Regions from separate parts of the Pan troglodytes genome. Here region 2 is linked to region 1. The links are chromatin contacts, called in public HiChIP or PLAC-seq maps. All regions are on one chromosome and are shown on one strand. Each heading gives the region's core, a stretch centred on a gene start, on an enhancer-like site or on the middle of the called end of the contact. The rest is flanking DNA. Distances are from core to core; before and after follow the strand shown. Region 1 holds the start of GP1BB (glycoprotein Ib platelet subunit beta). Region 2 holds the start of ARVCF (ARVCF delta catenin family member).

Region 1 (3,870 bases), core at 1,152-3,651:
CCCCCACAGCGTCCTCACTGTCTACCGTGTCCTCACTGCCCCCACAGCACCCTCACTGTCCGTGCAGCGCCCTCACTGCCCCCGCAGCATCCTCACTGTCCAATGTCCTCACTGTCCCCACAGCACCCTCACTGTCCACAGCGTACTCACCGTCCCCACAGCGCCCTCACCGCCCCCACAGCATCCTCAACATCCGCAGCGTCCTTACCACACCCACAGCTTTCTCACCGCCCCCACAGCGTCCTTACCGGGTCCACCGCGTCCTCACCGTCCCCACCGTGTCCTCACCATCCCCACCGTGTCCTCACCGCGTCCACAGCGCCCTCACCGCCCCCACAGCGTCCTCACCGTCCACAGCATCCTCACCGCCCCCACAGCGTCCTCACCGCCCCCACAGCGTCCTCACCGCGTCCACAGCGTCCTCACCGCCCCCACAGCGTCCTCACCGCGTCCACAGCGTCCTCACCACGTCCACAGGGTCCTCACCGCCCCCACAGCGTCCTTAGTGTCCACAGCGTTCTCACCGCCCCCACAGCGTACTCATTGTCCCCAACGTCCTCATTGTTACCTCCAGCGTCGTCAGTGTCCACAGCGCCCTCACCACCCCCACAGCGCCCTCACCGCCCCCACAGCGCCCTCACCGCCCCCACAGCGCCCTCACCGACTCCACAGCGTCCTCACTGTCCACAGCGTCATTGTCCCCACAGCGTCCTCAGTGTCCACAGCGTCCTCACTGCCCCCAGTGTCCTTACTGTCCCCACAGCATCCCCACAGCGTCCTCACTGTCCCCACAGCATCCTCACTGCTCCCACAGGGTCCTCAGTGTCCCCACAACGTCCTCACTGGCCCCCACGTTATCACTTAGCATCTCTCTCATGCCTTCCCATGTGGCCTTTTGGGAGTGTGTCTGGAAGGGGAGAGGTCACCCACTGACTCCTGTCTGCCCCGGAGGTTAGGGTGGGCATGTAAGGATGTGTTTGTGTCCCCTTGAACCGCCTCCTGGGGCCTTTTCCTGAGTTTGGCGAGGGGAATTTCCAGGTCAGTCGTGCAGAGAAGACCAGATCAGAAGGGTTTATTCAGCACCAGAGTTTGGAAGGGAGACGCAGCAGGGTCTGGACCGCATTGTGCCCCATGGTCCTCCCAAGCCTGGAAGTGCGGGTTCGCCTCCCTTGGGGTAGGGTGGGCAGGAGTTCTGTCCCACGTGGTCTGGGCCTGCAGGTGGGGTGGGTCTGAGAGATTGGGCAGCGGAGGAGGCGGAGACCGGTCCAGGTTGGCGCGAGGGCCCCTCGGGCAGGGTCCTGTCGAGTTTGCAGGCCCGCGTTGCCCAGCGCCGGTTCTCTTCTCAGGACGCACCGGTTCTCTTCTCAGAACTCGTCGGTTCCGGCTCGCTCGGCCACCAGCGGGTCGGTCAGCGACAGCCGGGCTGCGGCGCGAGCGCGGGCCCGGGCCCGCAGCCTCCGCAGGCGGCACAGCAGCAGCACCAGCAGCAACGCGTGCAGCAGCCCAAGGCCCAGCAGCGCAAGCTGCGCCGCCAGCGCCCCCCAGCAGAGCGGGCCGGGAGCGCAAGCGGCGCGCAGCTCGTCCTCGGCCAGATAGGGCAGCAGGCGGCCGCGCAGCGCTGGGGGCGCCACGCAACGCAGGTCGCGGTAGGGCGCACGCTCGGGGCGGCCGGCCAGCCAGGCGCGCAGCGGCACAAGGCGGCAGTCGCAGCGCCAGGGGTTGGCGCCCAGGTGTGCGGTGCGCAGCGCGGGCAGCGCGTCCAGCAGCCCCGGCGGCAGCGCCGTCAGGTTGTTGCCGGTCAGCACCAGCTCGGTTGTGTCGACAGGGAAGGCGGTCGGCAGCGAGGCCCAAGTCAGCCCGCGGCGCCCGCAGTCCACGAGCGTCCCCGCGCAGCTACAGGGCGCCGGGCAACCTGCGGCCGGGCGGCTCGGCGGGGCCAGCAGCAGGAGCAGTAAGCTCAGCGCCCCGCGCGGCCCTGCAAGGGAAGCGCCGCAGTGAGCCGAGCGGTCGGCGGGCACCTGGGCGACGTCTCTGAGTACCCAGAGCGCCGGCCCGGCTCCATCCAGCCCCTGATGCCCGGCGTCCCGGTAGCCCGCCAGCCTCTCCACCCTGACCACCCCGCACGCCGGCTGGAAGTCCCCTCTAAGTCTGACCCAAGTCTCTCCCGGCTGCAGCCAAAGAACCAGAGCTCCTCTCAACCCGGGTCGGCCTAGGGAGCAGCTGGGGGCCCTACCGGACTCCAGACTCACCGGAGCCCATGGCGAGAAGACGGCGACCCGGCTTACTCTGGAGCGGGAGGCGTAGGCGGGAGAGCCGAGCGATAAGGCCGCCCCGCCCCTGCCACGCCCGCACCGACCACAGTGCTGCGGCCCGGCCAGAAATAGCCCAGAGGCCGCGAGGACGCGCGCTGCAGCGGCAGATAGCACACTATCGCCGGAGGCCGCAGGCCGCTCAGGCTTCCGCTCCCACCCGCTCTCAGGGGCACACGGAGCACTCGGACACCCGCTGCGACGTTCACCAACATTGTTCTCCTGTCACCAGGACAGGACGCGGCATTCACAACGGAACAAAACGGAGCATCGTGTGGCGGGAAGGGATCATGCGGGTGGGAAGATCGGGAGGCCGAGGCTCAGGATCCCGGCACACCACAGCGGTGCTGGGGAGAAGAGGCCTCGAGTGAGGGCAGGGGACCGCACCGAGAGTTGCCAGGAGGTGGCTCACCGCCCAGTGCCCCGGGGGCCCTCCAGGTCGGGCCGGGCTGTGGAGAAGGGGTGTAAGCGGTCACGGCCCCGCTCCTTGCAGCCTCTGGCCTCCTTATGTCTGGAGGGCTCCCATTTGATTCAGCCCAACCCTGCCCGCTAGGCGTCTGAGGATAAGAGAAGACTCGGCCCGCCTCGACAGAAAATAGGGCCTCAGCACTCGCTGGGTGACCCGCGGGAGCAGGCAAAGGAGGGCTCCCAAGTCCGTTCTGCAGCACTGGGGCAAGGAACAGACCCAGGATCCTGGGAATCCTCTTCTGCCTAGCTTTGCCTGCCTGCCAGAGCAGGGCCTGCGGTTTGGGTGCTGTGACCGTCCGGGGGCGGGGGAAAGGCAAGGGAGGCGGATCTCTGAAGTCCCGCCCAACTTCGCTCCTGATCCCCCAAGGTCAGAGAGGGCCAGCTGGGCGGGGGCTACGGTCCAGGCCCCTCGGAAGCAGACACAATGACCTGGGAGGGGGTGGTGCTGAGAATAAATTAGGGTCAGCTGGGGGCTGTGGCCCCGCGTCTCCGGGTCGGGAACAGTCCGGTCTGGGGTCCAGGGGTGCGAGGGCGTCCCGGAGACGGACGGTGTGTCCGCGGCGAGCGTCACTGGTCCTGCATCTGCTGCTTCATCCTCTGCAGCATCTCCTGCATGCGCCTCAGCTGCGGGCGGAGACAACCCGGCGGGTGAGCAGCACCGCGGGGGCGCATCCCTGACGCCCGCCTCCGCCGCCCCCGCCGCCCCACATACTTCCTCATCCTTCATCCTGATAAGCTTCTCAGTCTCGGCGTCCGGGGTGGGCAGCGGCAGGATCGGGATGGGGCTCTCCATGCGGCTGTCCTGGGTCAGTTTGCTGCGCGGGGCGGGGGGGAGGATGGGCGGGGCGGCGCCACCAGGAGGCTCAGCGTGGGCTGGCGATGCCTGGCCCATCCCCGCCACTGCTGAGGCCCTGCCCTCCGGAACCCTCACAGCCCTGGACTGGTTCTAGGGAGACCAGGCTCTGGGGGAGCGGGGGGGAGCTTAGGGAATGGTGCAAAGTTCAAGTCTGGGTGGGCTGACAGGACCGGCCCTTAGTTATGGAGACGTGGGCGGGGCCGGAGGGGCGAGGTCTGGCTGGCGGCTGGGGCGCGC
Region 2 (3,862 bases), core at 188-2,687, 290 kb before region 1:
GCAGCTGGGATCGATTCACCATGCTGCCAGCACACAGATGGACCCAGCGGTGGTCCCAGCAGTGAGTTCTTGCCTTGGGCCATTTCATTTTCTTTGTCCTGGCCAAGGAATGATTGGATGAACACACTGGACTCCCAATATGGGTGGATAAGACAAGAGTGTCTGGTCACACCCCTCCACCACTCATAAGCATGGTTGTGGGCAGTTTGGTTCCCCAGGCGGCCTTGGAGAATGCAATGAGCCGAGGAACTGGTCATCTCCAGGTGCATCCAGGGCAGGAAAGGATGACAGCATGCGTGAGACAGGGTCACTGGCTAAGAAGTCATCTCAGGACCTCCCCCTAGAAAAGCCCACTGGGCAGCATCCCTGCTGGTTCCCCCCTACACCACAAGGTTACGCAGAGCTGGCGGAGGGTCATGGTCCCACTCATGGCAGGTGCTCTTAATCTGGCAAGGAAATGCAACCTACGTGAATCTCAACAGGCAGTGAAGCACCGTTTCTTCCTGACTCCAGGTAGGGTGAAGAAAATGGGACAGTAGTACGGGGTGCGGGCATAAACGCACAACTCTGCCTCCCCAGACGCAGAGCTGTGGGGCTGTGAGAATGCCAGGAGGAGGCAAGAAAGGGCGGCCCCATGGGGGGCCTGCAGGGTGGGACAAGCCCAAGAGGTCTCTACATCCAGGCCTGGTGGGGGAGGTGAGCCCCTGGTTTACCGAGGGGGTCCCTTCCTGCTCTCGGAAATACTGCAGCTCCTACCTCCATCGTCTCCCCGCTGCGGGGGCCCAGGGGCGTGAGGGTGAGAGAGCCCCCAGGCCCCAGGGTCAGACGACTGTGTTCAAGCAAGTGAGAACCTCTCTGAGGCTGTTTCCCAACTGTAAAATGGGGATAGCAGCAGAACTCTCTCTCGCGGTTTGCGTGAAGAACACAATTCGATGTCGACAGGAGGGCGCGGCGCGCAGCGCGCAGCGAGTAGCAGGCGCTGAAGAAGGATACCTGTGAACTGGGAGTGGTGGCGGAGGCTACGCGGCCAGAGTCCGGGGAAGGGGCGCCGGCTCTGCCAGTCCCTGCTCGGGGCTGGATGGTCGGGGGATGTTCTCGTAAGTCGGCTGGGAGGGAGCGGTCCCGCGTACCCTGCCACCGCCGCCGCAGAGGTTCGGGCAGGTGCGGGGCCGCGGCCCCTCCGCGAGGGGGCTGGTCATCCGCCGGGACTGACATCCCGGAGGCCCAATGGCAAGCCGTCATCTCCGCGCATCCGCCCAATCGGCGCCGGTTGCCGTGCCGCGCCGGGTCTCTCGACCAATGGGAAAATTTGCTGTCAGATGGGGCGGGGCGGAGATTCGCGTCGCCGGCCCGGTCCGCTTTGCGCACGGGCCGCGTGAGGGCGGGAGGGTTGGCCCGGGGTCTCGGGTTGCGCGCTGGGCCTGGAGGGAGGGGGCGGCCCCCGCACCGGTCCGAGTTGCGGCCGCGTGGACTGCGAGGCGCGCCGCGCCGCGCCCTGGGAACGCCGCTCCCCGCGCGCCAAGGGACCCGGGGAAGCCCTTCTGGGGTCCGAGGCCGCGCTGCGGGGCCGCCCACGCTGCGCTCCAGGTAAGCCTGAGCCAGTGGGCGGGGTGTGGGACCCGGGGCTGGGGCCTCGGGTCGGAGCCGGGACTGGGGGCGGGGCTGCAGATATGGGACGCATTCCGGGCAGCGGTCCGGACAGGGTCCTATCCCTGGAGTCGAGATCCGGGCGAGGGTCTGGGCCGGACGTCGGAGCCAATCTCCGCCCCACCCGCGTCTTGTCCGCGCGCTCTGCGGCGTCCGAGACCCCGGGCCGGCGGGGGCGGGTCTCTTTGTGCGTGGCCTTGGGACCCTACCCGACCCGTCCGGGCGTCTTGCACTGAGCGCTCCAGCCGAGCGCGGCCCGATCCCGCAGCCGTGTCCGCCCCGCGCGACGCTTGGCGCCTAGCTGCCAGGGCCTTGCAGCCACCGAAACTTTCCAACAGCCCGAGGGGCGGCAGGCCGGGAACTTTCCTGGGGCAGCGCGCCGCCGGGAATTCCGCTCAGGGGCACCGACGGCCCGGAGGTGTCCTCGCGCCGCGCTGCTCCTGCCGCCTGGGGGGTGAGAGAGGGCGCGCCACCCGGACCGCCGGCCTGGGTCCCCCTCCCCACGCCGCCCTGCGTCCCCTCGCTGCCGGTGCGGAGACATGTCATCTCCACTCTGAAGGAGACTCTGCTCGGTTTGCTAGGGAGTCGCCCTGAGCAGGTGGCCTGAGAGCTCCAGCCTATTTTAATTTTTAAATAATTAAATATTGGCTGCTTACAATATTTCACCGTTTCTTAGCTATGTGTAATGTAACATACTTAAAATGGAACTAAAGGACTTCAGCTCCCTTTTCCTACATCCAGGCATATTTAGAAATAAGGAAAGGTGCCCCGTGGGTATTTTTTAGAGTAGGCTCTTAATGCTGCTGTCTAATAACCTCAGGTGAGTACCCAGGCTGCTGTCAGAGAAACCTCCCCTATGGTATGGGCCAGGGGGGTGCAGTGGGAGCCTCCACCTCTCCCGACCTTAGCTTCTCTGGGGTAGCTGCCTTTACTTCTTCCTACTTCTTAACTACTGCCTTATCTGCCTTTACTCTGGGATCTGGGCGGTGTTTAGAGGTCTGGTCAAAACAAGGCAGGTGTTACCTATCTTGTACTCACTCTATTGGAGCTGGGATGGTGCTGAATGCGGGGGGCAGTCAGCGCTCTCTTGCTCGGTGTGCCATGCCAGTGGCCGGTCAGCTCCTAAGCAGGTGATCCAGGCCTTAGATCAGGCGACAGTGTGAGCCGCAGCGTGTCTGGGAAGGCATTTCCCCCAGTCTTGCCCCATCCTATCCGCAATGTCTGCTCCCAGCTGTCCCTTGTCCCCACCCTACCCCCATTCTGGGGTCCACCAGCGCCCAGCAGAGGACTGGGCACAGAACATTCGCTAAGGGACTCAAGTCCCAGCTGAGAGGGTAGTTGAGCACAGCCAAGCCGGCCCCTACCCAGCTCTTGGCTGAGCTGCCCTGTCAGGCTTTTCAGCATAAACACAAGGACCTCCTGACCAAGGTTCCTCCTGGGAGAACAAGTTCTGACCCTCAATCCTGCTAAATTTGAGCCTCCCCACCCACCACATCTGGGCTGCTTGGTTCCCATGTTTGCTCTGGCACTCCCTCCAGAGGTGGCCCTGTAGTCTCCCCCCAGTCCCGGGGCCCTCTGCATCTCTGTGGCTCTGTGAGGGTAGGGTAGCACCCCTCCTCCTGTTTGTGCTACACAGGGATTCAGGGTGAGTTCCCTGTGCTCCTTCACCCCAGGAGTCTGGCCTGGGGGAGCATGAGGCTGTCCTGAGTAAGGACAGAAGGTGCAGGAGCAGCAGGATCCCCGGTCTCTGGATGGAGCAGGGAGCTCTGCACACGGATGCCAGGCGCCACCCTCTGTCCAGCCCATCTGTCATGCTCCCCGCCTGGCCCTGGCAGAGGGAGTGACAGGGTAGAGCTGGGATAGGGAGTCAGGGCCCATTCTGTAGATAGGGCCAGGAATGGAGGGTGGGGGTCCACGGACAGCACTGCAGAGCACCAGCTGGGCCTTGGGGGTCCTGGGGACTTCCCTGATGGTGGCTTAGTCATGGGGAGGCGTCTGTTCTTTTGTCAGCAGCTTCAATTAAGACCAGGATGAGGCCGGGCGCAGTGGCTCATGCCTGTAATCCCAGCACTTTGGGAGGCCAAGGCAGGTGGATCACCTGAGGTCAGGAGTTTGACACTAGCCTGGCCAACATGGTGAAACCCCGTCTCTACTAAAAATACAAAAATTAGTCGGGCATGGTGGCATGCGCCTGTAGTCCCAGCTACTCAAGAGG

The links. HiChIP or PLAC-seq counts read pairs in DNA pulled down with a chosen protein or histone mark.
Region 2: an H3K4me3 HiChIP or PLAC-seq map of stem cell-derived excitatory neurons shows a contact between it and region 1, with 5 times the contacts expected there. The contact joins the promoter of ARVCF here to the promoter of GP1BB in region 1. A contact is called at or near these places in 1 of 7 Hi-C or Micro-C datasets (stem cell-derived neural progenitor cells) and 1 of 1 datasets of contacts at active chromatin or transcription factors (stem cell-derived excitatory neurons).

What each region holds. Positions count from the first base shown.
Region 1 is chr23:21,753,102-21,756,971 of NHGRI_mPanTro3-v2.0_pri, reverse strand. It overlaps GP1BB (glycoprotein Ib platelet subunit beta), which reads right to left and starts at 2,401. Exons shown (of 2, transcript XM_009437791.3): 1 at 2,250-2,401; 2 at 1,058-1,975. The coding sequence starts at 2,259. The coding sequence ends at 1,365. SEPTIN5 (septin 5) reads right to left here. Exons shown (of 12, transcript XM_001166286.8): 11 at 3,490-3,592; 12 at 2,510-3,401. The coding sequence ends at 3,345.
Region 2 is chr23:22,045,647-22,049,508 of NHGRI_mPanTro3-v2.0_pri, reverse strand. It overlaps ARVCF (ARVCF delta catenin family member), which reads left to right and starts at 1,437. Exons shown (of 18, transcript XM_016939715.4): 1 at 1,437-1,587. It also overlaps a transcript of TANGO2 not described here.